Linked DNA regions of Mus musculus: region 1 is linked to region 2. The links are chromatin contacts, called in public HiChIP or PLAC-seq maps. All regions are on one chromosome and are shown on one strand. The core of a region is the stretch at or near the end of the contact, and the rest is flanking DNA. Distances in the headings are between cores, read along the strand shown. Region 1 holds the start of Uhrf1bp1l (UHRF1 (ICBP90) binding protein 1-like). Region 2 has its middle 17 kb from the start of 1500026H17Rik.

Region 1 (4,149 bases), core at 152-2,651, 42 kb after region 2:
TGGCTTTGTAGTTATTTTTATTTTTTTATTTTTTCAAGAGAAGGTGTTGCTAAGTAGATCATGGTGACCTCAGACTTGTAGCACTCCTCCTGCCTCTGTCCCCGAAGGGCTGACATTACAGACCCATGTGTCACTACACCCAGCTTGGTTCCCTTCAAACAGCTCAGATTGCTTTCATCCTTGCACAGTATTTGTGTTAGCAGATTCTTGTTACCCTGGCATGCTTCAAGCATTGTGAACTCTAATGCTGCTTCTTCCCACCTCAAATGGCTACACTGTCTCTCTCTCCCACCTGTTTATGAAATATTTTAGTGATTTATATCTTTTTCAAAACCTGCTTCTACAACAGGTGGCCAGACAATATGGCCCAGACACACCAACAGTACCTACTAGGGCCCCTACCAAACCATCCCTAAGGGCAGACACTATATTTTAAAGATGATTAAAAGTGAGGTTAACGGCTGAGAGAGCTGGCTTAGCAGACAATACACTTGCCATTCAATCATCAGGACTTGAACTTGAGTCTCCAGAATTCACATGAAGCCAGAAGTCTGTAATCCCAGCACTCTTTAGGCAATATGGGAGAGGCAACAAGAGACCAACAAGAGGATCCTAGGAACCAGGTAACCTGGAGTACACAAGTAGCTGTTGAGGAAGAGATAGAAGAAAGTGAGGCACTACACCCAGGGCTGTTCTCTGACGTCCCCTTGTGTGACCAAAGTCACATTCATACATGAAGTGAAACTAAAGCTGAAAACAATCTTTCCAAGTTAACATAGCTAGAAAATATTAGAACCAGGACTTCATTTTGGGCATTCCATTTCAAAATTTCTACTAAGTGTGTCTATGTGTGTGTGTGTCCAGAGGATAACTTTCAAGGGCAGTTCTTTCCTTCATGGTGGTTTGGTCATCAAGTTCAGATCATCAAGCTTGCTTGACAAGTACTCTTGCTGGCTGAGAGCCATCTCACTGGCTCTAGACTTTCTAACTTCTAGGTCTTTAGGTATATTCGGTTAAATATGACATGCTGTCAATTTTACTTCCTTTAAGGTTAGACCAACGAATGGAAACATTAAATTACAGCCGTTAGTCTAAGGGAAGGATCTTGGTAAAAGAAACTGAGATTAAAAAGCTGAAATGGCCAAAAGAATAACATAAACAGAGCTACTTGTAGAGCAGAAAGTTGAGTTCGGAGGAAATGAAGAAGCAAGACTAGGATGTCAGCGAGAGAGGCACAGACAAGATGAAAGGGATGAAGAAAAGATGAAAGCCCAAGTACCAACTAGGAAAGGGCAGCGGAGGACCTAGTGGGAGTCCGAAGTAGGCAGGGCTGAAGATTCCCGGAACTCCCACAGGTCCCGCCCACCTCGAGCTCGCTCCGCCCCCCCGACTCCTCTCCCCGCCCCCGGTCTCTTAGGTGATGCTGCAGCCAAGATGGCGCTGGCGGCGGCCGCGGCGGCCTGAGCGTCATGCTTCGGGCTCTCGGCGGCGGCTGCGGCGGCTGTGGCCTCGGCCAGGCCCTCGAGTCTCTTCTGAGAGTGATCTCTCCGGCGCTTCTCCTCCGGGCCGGTGAGGCGGGACCGAAAGAAGACTGCCGCGAAGTGAGGAGGCTGTGAGGAGCGACAAGAGAGCGGCGCTCCAGCCCGGCGGGCACCATGGCTGGGATCATCAAGAAACAGATCCTGAAGCACCTCTCCAGGTCAGCGAGCGCTCGGGGCCGGTCCCGTCCGCTGGCCGCCGGTTCTCGGGTCCAGGTCGCAGGTTCGGGCTCTGCCGGTGCCGCTGGCGCCCCCGACCGGCCTCCGGAGTCACGCGGAGGGCGGCGGGGCTCGGCGGGCCGGGGTCTCCTCCTCCGCCGGGGGCCGCTCCTGCGCCGAGGCTGGTGACGTCCCCGGCGTCACTCAGGTGCTGGGTGGATGGGGTTGGGCTGGGACCCGGTCCGGCTCGGAAGCTCCCGGGGCTCGGAGCCGAGCGGCTCCGTTAGCCGAGGACTGGGGTGTGTGTGTGCCAGTGAAACGTTAACCTTGGGATTGTTCTCGGTGCCCCCTACCTGGCGTCCCCGCTCCGCTGCACGGGAGGGTGTGCTTGTTTGCACAGTTCGGATTTGTTTTAGGGGAAATTAAGCAGGACTTCTCCGCTTCGGCCAGTTCTCCGTGGAAGTCGTTTTCAGTCCCGCATCGCGTTCGTTCTTGCTGCAGAGTTTTCCGATTTTGTTCCGCGACCCTTGAGTTCAGGGAGTTAACGTCCCTGGTGTTTAAACCCCAGACGTGTCACTCTTTCCATTTCATAACACAGTTTTAGTCAGAAACATGACTCAGTAAACTGGCAGTTTGTTACTGCTCTTGGCTTCTCCATATTTGTCTCAAGAAACAGGCTAAATGTAGGACCCTGTTCCAAGTTGGTGACAGAGAATTAAAAGCTCTTGGTTAGGATCTCTTTCTCTCCTCTGTTATTTGTAAGTTAATGAATGCTTTTAACTGATTAAAGGAACGTTCTCAGGTTTAATGATAGACTTGTATAGTAAACATGTCTTCATTTTCTGGATATGTGTGTGTGTGTGTGTAATACATATATATATATTACAGTTGAGAACATATTGAACAAAACAATACTATGATTCAGCAGATATTTTCCTGACATTATATCTTTATATTGAATAAAATTTAATACACACAGTATGTATACATAAAGTATCAAACTATAGCAAAGTTTGTGACCGTGTGTTTGGTTCTTAGTATCACTAATTAGAGAGAGAGAGAGAGAGTGAGTGTGTGTGTGTGTGTGTGTGTGTGTGTATTTAAACAGGTTAAGTAGCTCAGGCTGTCCTGAAAATAAATCTCAGGCTACCCTCAAGTTCAGTGTCATCCTGCCTCACCTTCCTGAGTGCTGAGATTACAGGTCTGTGCTACCATGCTTTGTTGGATTTTTTTTAATTATATAGATAGTGCAATACTGAGTCATCTTATTTTGAATAATGTTTATTACTTAGGGTGAGTCTGACTCATGAGATACACTTCGCCCTTGCCTATTTCAAGAGCCATAAGAAAATTCAGATCCATAGACACTGATTTTATTGCCCTTTTCTCTCCCAGGGATAATGATACTGTACCACTCTGTATGCCCAAAAGAAAATCTAATTCAGTCGATAAGTGCCTTAGGGCATTATCCTTTAATTCTCTTGTATAAGTCCATTTGGGAAGACCTCTTAAGAGCAGGCGTGTAATGGCTTACTCTGCCACATAGATAACTCCCACATACTTAGAGTTAAGCCCTTAGGATTACATTATAATCTTCCTGATTTCTTACACCTGTGTGGTAAATAGTAATGAGCATTTCATTTTAAATCAGAAAGTTTCTAAAACATAGCATTTTCTTTCTTTTTAAATGGAGAAACCATTTGTAGTTTTTTTTAAAGATTATTATATTTTTATTTATTTACTGTATACATCCAAGTGTGCACATATGTGCCTGATCCAGTCTATGTATGGAACATCTGAGGATAACTGGTGCTCACCTACCACACCATGTGTGAGTTGGAACTCAGTTTCCCAGGCTGGGTTAGAGTGCTGGCCTAGCATGAAAGCTGCCCTGAGTTCAGTGCCTAACACCTTATATACCTTATAAAGCGGGTGTGGTGACAGATTCCTGTAGTCTCAGCGCTTGGGAGTTGGAAGCTGTCAGATTTAGATTGTCCTTGGCAGTAGAGCCTGAGGCCAGCCTGGAATGGTGGAATCCTCTGGGGGAGGGCGTTGGAACCTGTACCATCAGAGAGAGGAAACATTAGGAAAATGCCCAAGTTCTTCCAGGCTCTCCTGCAGGGACTCTTCCAGGAAGAAGTCTGTCTAGAAAAATAGAATGGTCACACTGAGTGAAAGTTGAGATCTTAAGATTGAAACTGGCAATTCTGGAGGCTGGCCAGGACTTTGGACGTTGGCATATTGGACCAGTGAGGAAGAGGAACTGTTTTATAAGAGACTGACATATGCTTTATGCTTTAAGTAAGCGCTGCTTGGTTTGAGTATTATAAGTCATCTTATAAGAAACATCTCTGTTTCTTGCCTAATGTTTGTTTCCTTAGTGCCTCTTGCTTTAATGAGAAGTTTGTAGACTTGACTGATCTGAATCAACTTTGGGGTGTGTGAAGAGAGA
Region 2 (4,454 bases), core at 519-3,018:
TGGGATTAACAATGGCTAGGACTCCTCTGCCCCTTCAGTTGTTCAATGGGAGGAGAGGCCCTTGGTATTGTGAAGGCCATATGCCCCAGGACAGGGGAATGCCAGGGCCAGGAAGCGGGAGTGGGTGGGTTGGGGAGCAGGGCAGAGGGAGGGTATAGGGGGCTTTGGGGATAGCATTTGAAATGTAAATAAAGAAAATATCTAATTAAAAAAAATGCTTTAGAGCTGGGAGTGGTGGCGCACGCCTTTAATCCCATCACTCGGGAGGCAGAGGCAGGCGGTTCGAGGCCAGTCAGGACTATACAGAGAAACCCTGTCTCAGAAAAAGAAAAAAAAAAGCCTTAAAATGAAAAAAAGAAAGAAAAGAAAAGAAAAATAGGTGCTGCTCAGAGATAACGCGGAGGCTTTTTAGTTGTTGACTTTTTTCAATTCGCTTCCCCAGTTCTACTTTGGGTATGAGAGGAGGGTGTTTTGTTTTGTTTTTGTTTTTGTTTTTGCTTTCTTTTGTAAGGTTTCACACTTGCCAACCCTTGACAGACAAGGAGTTTTGAGAAACAGAAGGGAGAGATGATTCTTTATCTTCACCAGTTGGCGTTTTAAAATTAAAATTAAATTAATATTAACCCCAGTATCTCTTTGATACAAAGGAAAAAAAAAAAAGGAAACTCATTAAGAATGTCAAAAGATACCACCCATAAGCTTTAAACTAACACTCCTGAGGCAAAACACTATAAATTTGTAAACACAAACTGTTGCCTGGTAGGGGTGGTGATTCTGAGAGGGAGGATAGTCTTCAAACATGTTTGTAGAATCTTGTTTTAAAATATGTTGTTATCTTTAAGAAGGAGTACAAGGTCTGGAGATATGGATCAGCAGTTAAGAGCACTGACTGCTCTTCCAGAGATCCTGAGTTCAAGTTTCCCCAACCACATGGTGGCCTTCAACCATCTGTAATGGGGATCCAATGCCCTCTTCTGGTGTGTATGGAGACAGCTACATATATACATATGTATATATCATATATACATATAAGGATCCACATGATCCTTTCAAATATACATATATTTTATATTATAAATATAACATTTAAAATAAGTGCAAGTTATTTGCTTCTGCTGAGTCATTTATGTTGTTAGCACTACACACTAAATACTTATGGAGGGTATAGTACATTTCCTTAAGTCCTTTTTCCCATTTCTTGCCTGAGCTCTCTGGACAAAATGGAAATTTCCCTTAGGGTAATATTATTTCAAGCTATTCTCTTGAGATAGGACTTAATGGCTGTGAATCACTGATGTAAACATGGAGGATCAGAGGGCTGGAGAGATGGCTCGACAGTTTGGAGCTCAACAGTTGCTCTTTCTGAGGACCTAGGTTCAGTTCCCAGCACCCACATGACAGTTTACAGCCATCTGTAACTCCATCTGTAACACCAGTTGCAGGGGATCTGATCCACTCTTGTGGACTCTTCGGATGACACCAGACACATATTCATGCACGTATATGGTACACATGCATACATGTAAGCATCACACACGTGCATGTAAAATAAATAAGACTTTTAAAAATTATTTCAGTAGATTTTTTTTTTAAAAAAGAAATAAATATTTTAAGATCATAAGTATCTAAAAATCACGATTTTGCTTACGCCCTCTTCTGGCGCTGGGAGTGGAGATTTTTGTGGTTTTCCTTCTTTCCTTCCCATTGTCTCAGCCCCTCCCCCACCCCTTTGCTCTTGTTTACTCTTGCTGTTTCCTGTCACACTGGTTGGTTCACCCTCTGGCCCCATTCTCTTAAAGTGGCATAGGTTACAGATTCAATTTCCCCTGAAAGTTACACAGAAAAAGAAAGCATTTTTGTCATCGCATTTTTTTGGTCCCTAGTCAAGAGGAAAATGGAGTTTAAAATGTAAGTGCTTAAAAAACTCACTGAATTGGTATCAGTTTCAATTTTTTATATGAAAGCTGTTTCATTTGTCTTGGGTTTGAGTGCTTAGATTCAAGCTCCTAATTAAAAGTATACAGACATGTATGAAAATTCCACAATGAAATCCATTACTTTGTATGCTAACTTTAAGGTCAACAAGGGAATGAGAGGCAGGTAAGGGTGCTTGCTGCACAGATGTGAATCCTCAGCTTCTACTTAAAAAGCCAAGTATGGGCCTAGAGAGTTGGCTCAGTGGTTTAGTGCACTAGCAGTTCTTCCAGAGGTTCTGAGTTCAATTCCCAGCACCCACAGGTTGGCTCATAACTGTGTTTAACTCTAGCTGCAGGGGATCCAATGCTCTCTTCTGGCCTCTAAAGGCACTGGGTGCACATATGCTACACAGAGATATATACATACACATAAAATACATTAAAAAATATTTTGGGCTGGAGAGATGGCTCAGTGGTTAAGAGCACTGACTGCTCTTCCAGAGGTTCTGAGTTCCATTCCCAGCAACCACATGGTGGCTCACAACCATCTGTAATGGGATCTGATGCCCTCTTTTGGTGTGTCTGAAGACAGCTACAGTGTACTCACACAAATAAAATAAATATATATATATATTTTTTAAAAAGCCGACTATGGCTGCACATAACTGAAATCCCAAGACTATTGCATATTGAGGTCTGGTCTTTTCTGTGTATTGCAATGCTAAATGCAGGCCCCCAAGACCTGGTTGCCCCAGAGACAAGAGAGTCCTCACGTAGACCCATGTGAAGCTATGTGACCTTGCCCCCACCCCCAAGTTATTTGGTGAATAAAGATGCTGACAGCTAATAGCTGGGCAGAAGAGACATAGATGGTGTACTGGCTAGTTTTGTGTCAACTCGACACAGCTGGAGTTACCACAGAGAAAGGAGCTTCAGTTGAGGAAATGCCTCCATGAGATCCAGCTGTAAGGCATTTTCTCAATTAGTGATCAAGGGGGAAAGGCCCCTTGTTGGTGGGACCATCTCTGGGCTGGTTAGTCTTGGTTCGATAAGAGAACAGGCTGAGCAAGCGAGGAGAGGCAAGCCAGTAAGTAACATCCCTCCATGGCCTCTGCATCAGCTCCTGCTTCCTGACCTGCTTGAGTTCCAGTCCTGACTTCCTTTGGTGATGAACAGCAGTATGGAAGTGTAAGCCAAATAAATCCTTTCCTCCCCAACTTGCTTCTTGGTCATGATGTTTGTGCAGGAATACAAACCCTGACTAAGACAGATGGGTCTTAGGGTTCCTGGGCCTGGGGGAGGTCAGAGGAGAAGCACAAGTGAGAGAAGAAAGTAAGGAGGAAGAGAAAGTTGCCATGGGTTAGGAGTCAAGAGAACACATTCCCAAGGGCTGGCCAGTTGGAGTTAAGAGCAGCCCAGATGAACCATTGTAAGTAATAGCTCAGGGTTATCAATAGGAAATAGATTTTAATAGCATAGAGGGTAGATATCTGCCTAGCTATTGTGCCAAATGGGGCTTATTGTAAGACCGGAATGATCAAGGCAGAGTAGAAACCCAGGATTGGGATTTAAAATTTCTTTAACAATTAGGGGCAGAGACAGGAGGATCATTGGAGCTTGCTAGCTGGCAGCCTAGCTCCAGGTTCAGTGAGAGACCCCACCTCAAAGGAATGCACATGAAAAGATTTCAAATATCCAAAGTCTGCTGTACCATACTGATGTCATATCCAAGGCCTCTTTTGACCTGGAATAGTTTAGACCAACAATGGACACAGATTTGAACTCTCTATTTCCCTGCATCATCCACCTCTCTCTGGTGCCTGTGATCTGTGTTTATCCCATCTGTGTGCTGTATATGCCTGGTGTCTATCTGTGGTGTGTGTGTGTGTGTGTGTGTGTGTGTGTGTGTGTGTGTGTATGTGTGTGTGCATGTGTGTATGTGTGTGTGTGTGTGTGTGTGTGTAGTTGTTTGGGAGGGTATGGGTGTGGGTAATGTCTGCCTGCCTTGCTGTCTGTCCCTAACAAAGAATTTTGCTTTATATTTATTGAACAGTATAGAACACACATTATGAAAAAAAGAAAAGAATGGGGCATTTTTTGCAGAAAAATTTTAACAGAAATTTTACAAGGAATTGACTCCTACTGACCCAGAAAAAAGCACTCAAAACTGCAAACAAATGTTATCAAATATTCAGATGTTCTGTTACAGTAAGAACACTGAGCTATAGAATTTCTTTTCTTCCAAGTTGAAAAAAAGAAGCAGAAAACAAAGTATAGTGAAAAGTATAGATACTTTGCTATTAAAAGATTAACTTTCTCTGGGAGAGCTGCCCACCCCCAAGCCTGGTCAACATGGGAGAGCTAGCCCTGCCCCTCACCGGCTCAGCAATCAAGCAGACAGTGCAAGAGAGCTTGCCCCAAAGGCATGAGTGCTGGAGAGCTGGTAGGCTGCCCAACTTGTGTATTTTCAATTTCTAAAATAAAACTATCCCCAATTCGGCCTATTGTCCCTGAAAATAATCTGTAAAGAATAAATGT

Evidence for each region. HiChIP or PLAC-seq counts read pairs in DNA pulled down with a chosen protein or histone mark.
Region 1: a BATF HiChIP or PLAC-seq map of CD8 T cells shows a contact between it and region 2, with 13 read pairs. The contact joins the promoter of Uhrf1bp1l here to the enhancer-like site in region 2. A contact is called at or near these places in 2 of 39 promoter capture datasets (3T3-L1-derived adipocytes and macrophages), 1 of 15 datasets of contacts at CTCF or cohesin (CD8 T cells), 4 of 484 Hi-C or Micro-C datasets (muscle stem cells, nephron progenitors, pre-B cells and 1 more), 10 of 115 datasets of contacts at active chromatin or transcription factors (CD8 T cells, the SCID.adh cell line, effector CD8 T cells and 5 more) and 2 of 9 other capture datasets (adipose tissue and liver).

The regions. Positions count from the first base shown.
Region 1 is chr10:89,743,590-89,747,738 of GRCm38.p6, forward strand. Uhrf1bp1l (UHRF1 (ICBP90) binding protein 1-like) reads left to right here and starts at 1,402. Exons shown (of 21, transcript NM_029166.2): 1 at 1,402-1,699. The coding sequence starts at 1,656.
Region 2 is chr10:89,701,518-89,705,971 of GRCm38.p6, forward strand. No RefSeq gene overlaps it. Among named protein-coding and RNA genes, the nearest start is that of 1500026H17Rik, 17 kb to the left of the region's middle. Within about 2 kb of position 1,769, at least 42 of the 459 cell types and tissues checked have an H3K27ac peak or open chromatin away from gene starts, as enhancers often do. A contact at or near this core is called in CD8 T cells, adipose tissue, effector CD8 T cells and 2 more, where this site is marked.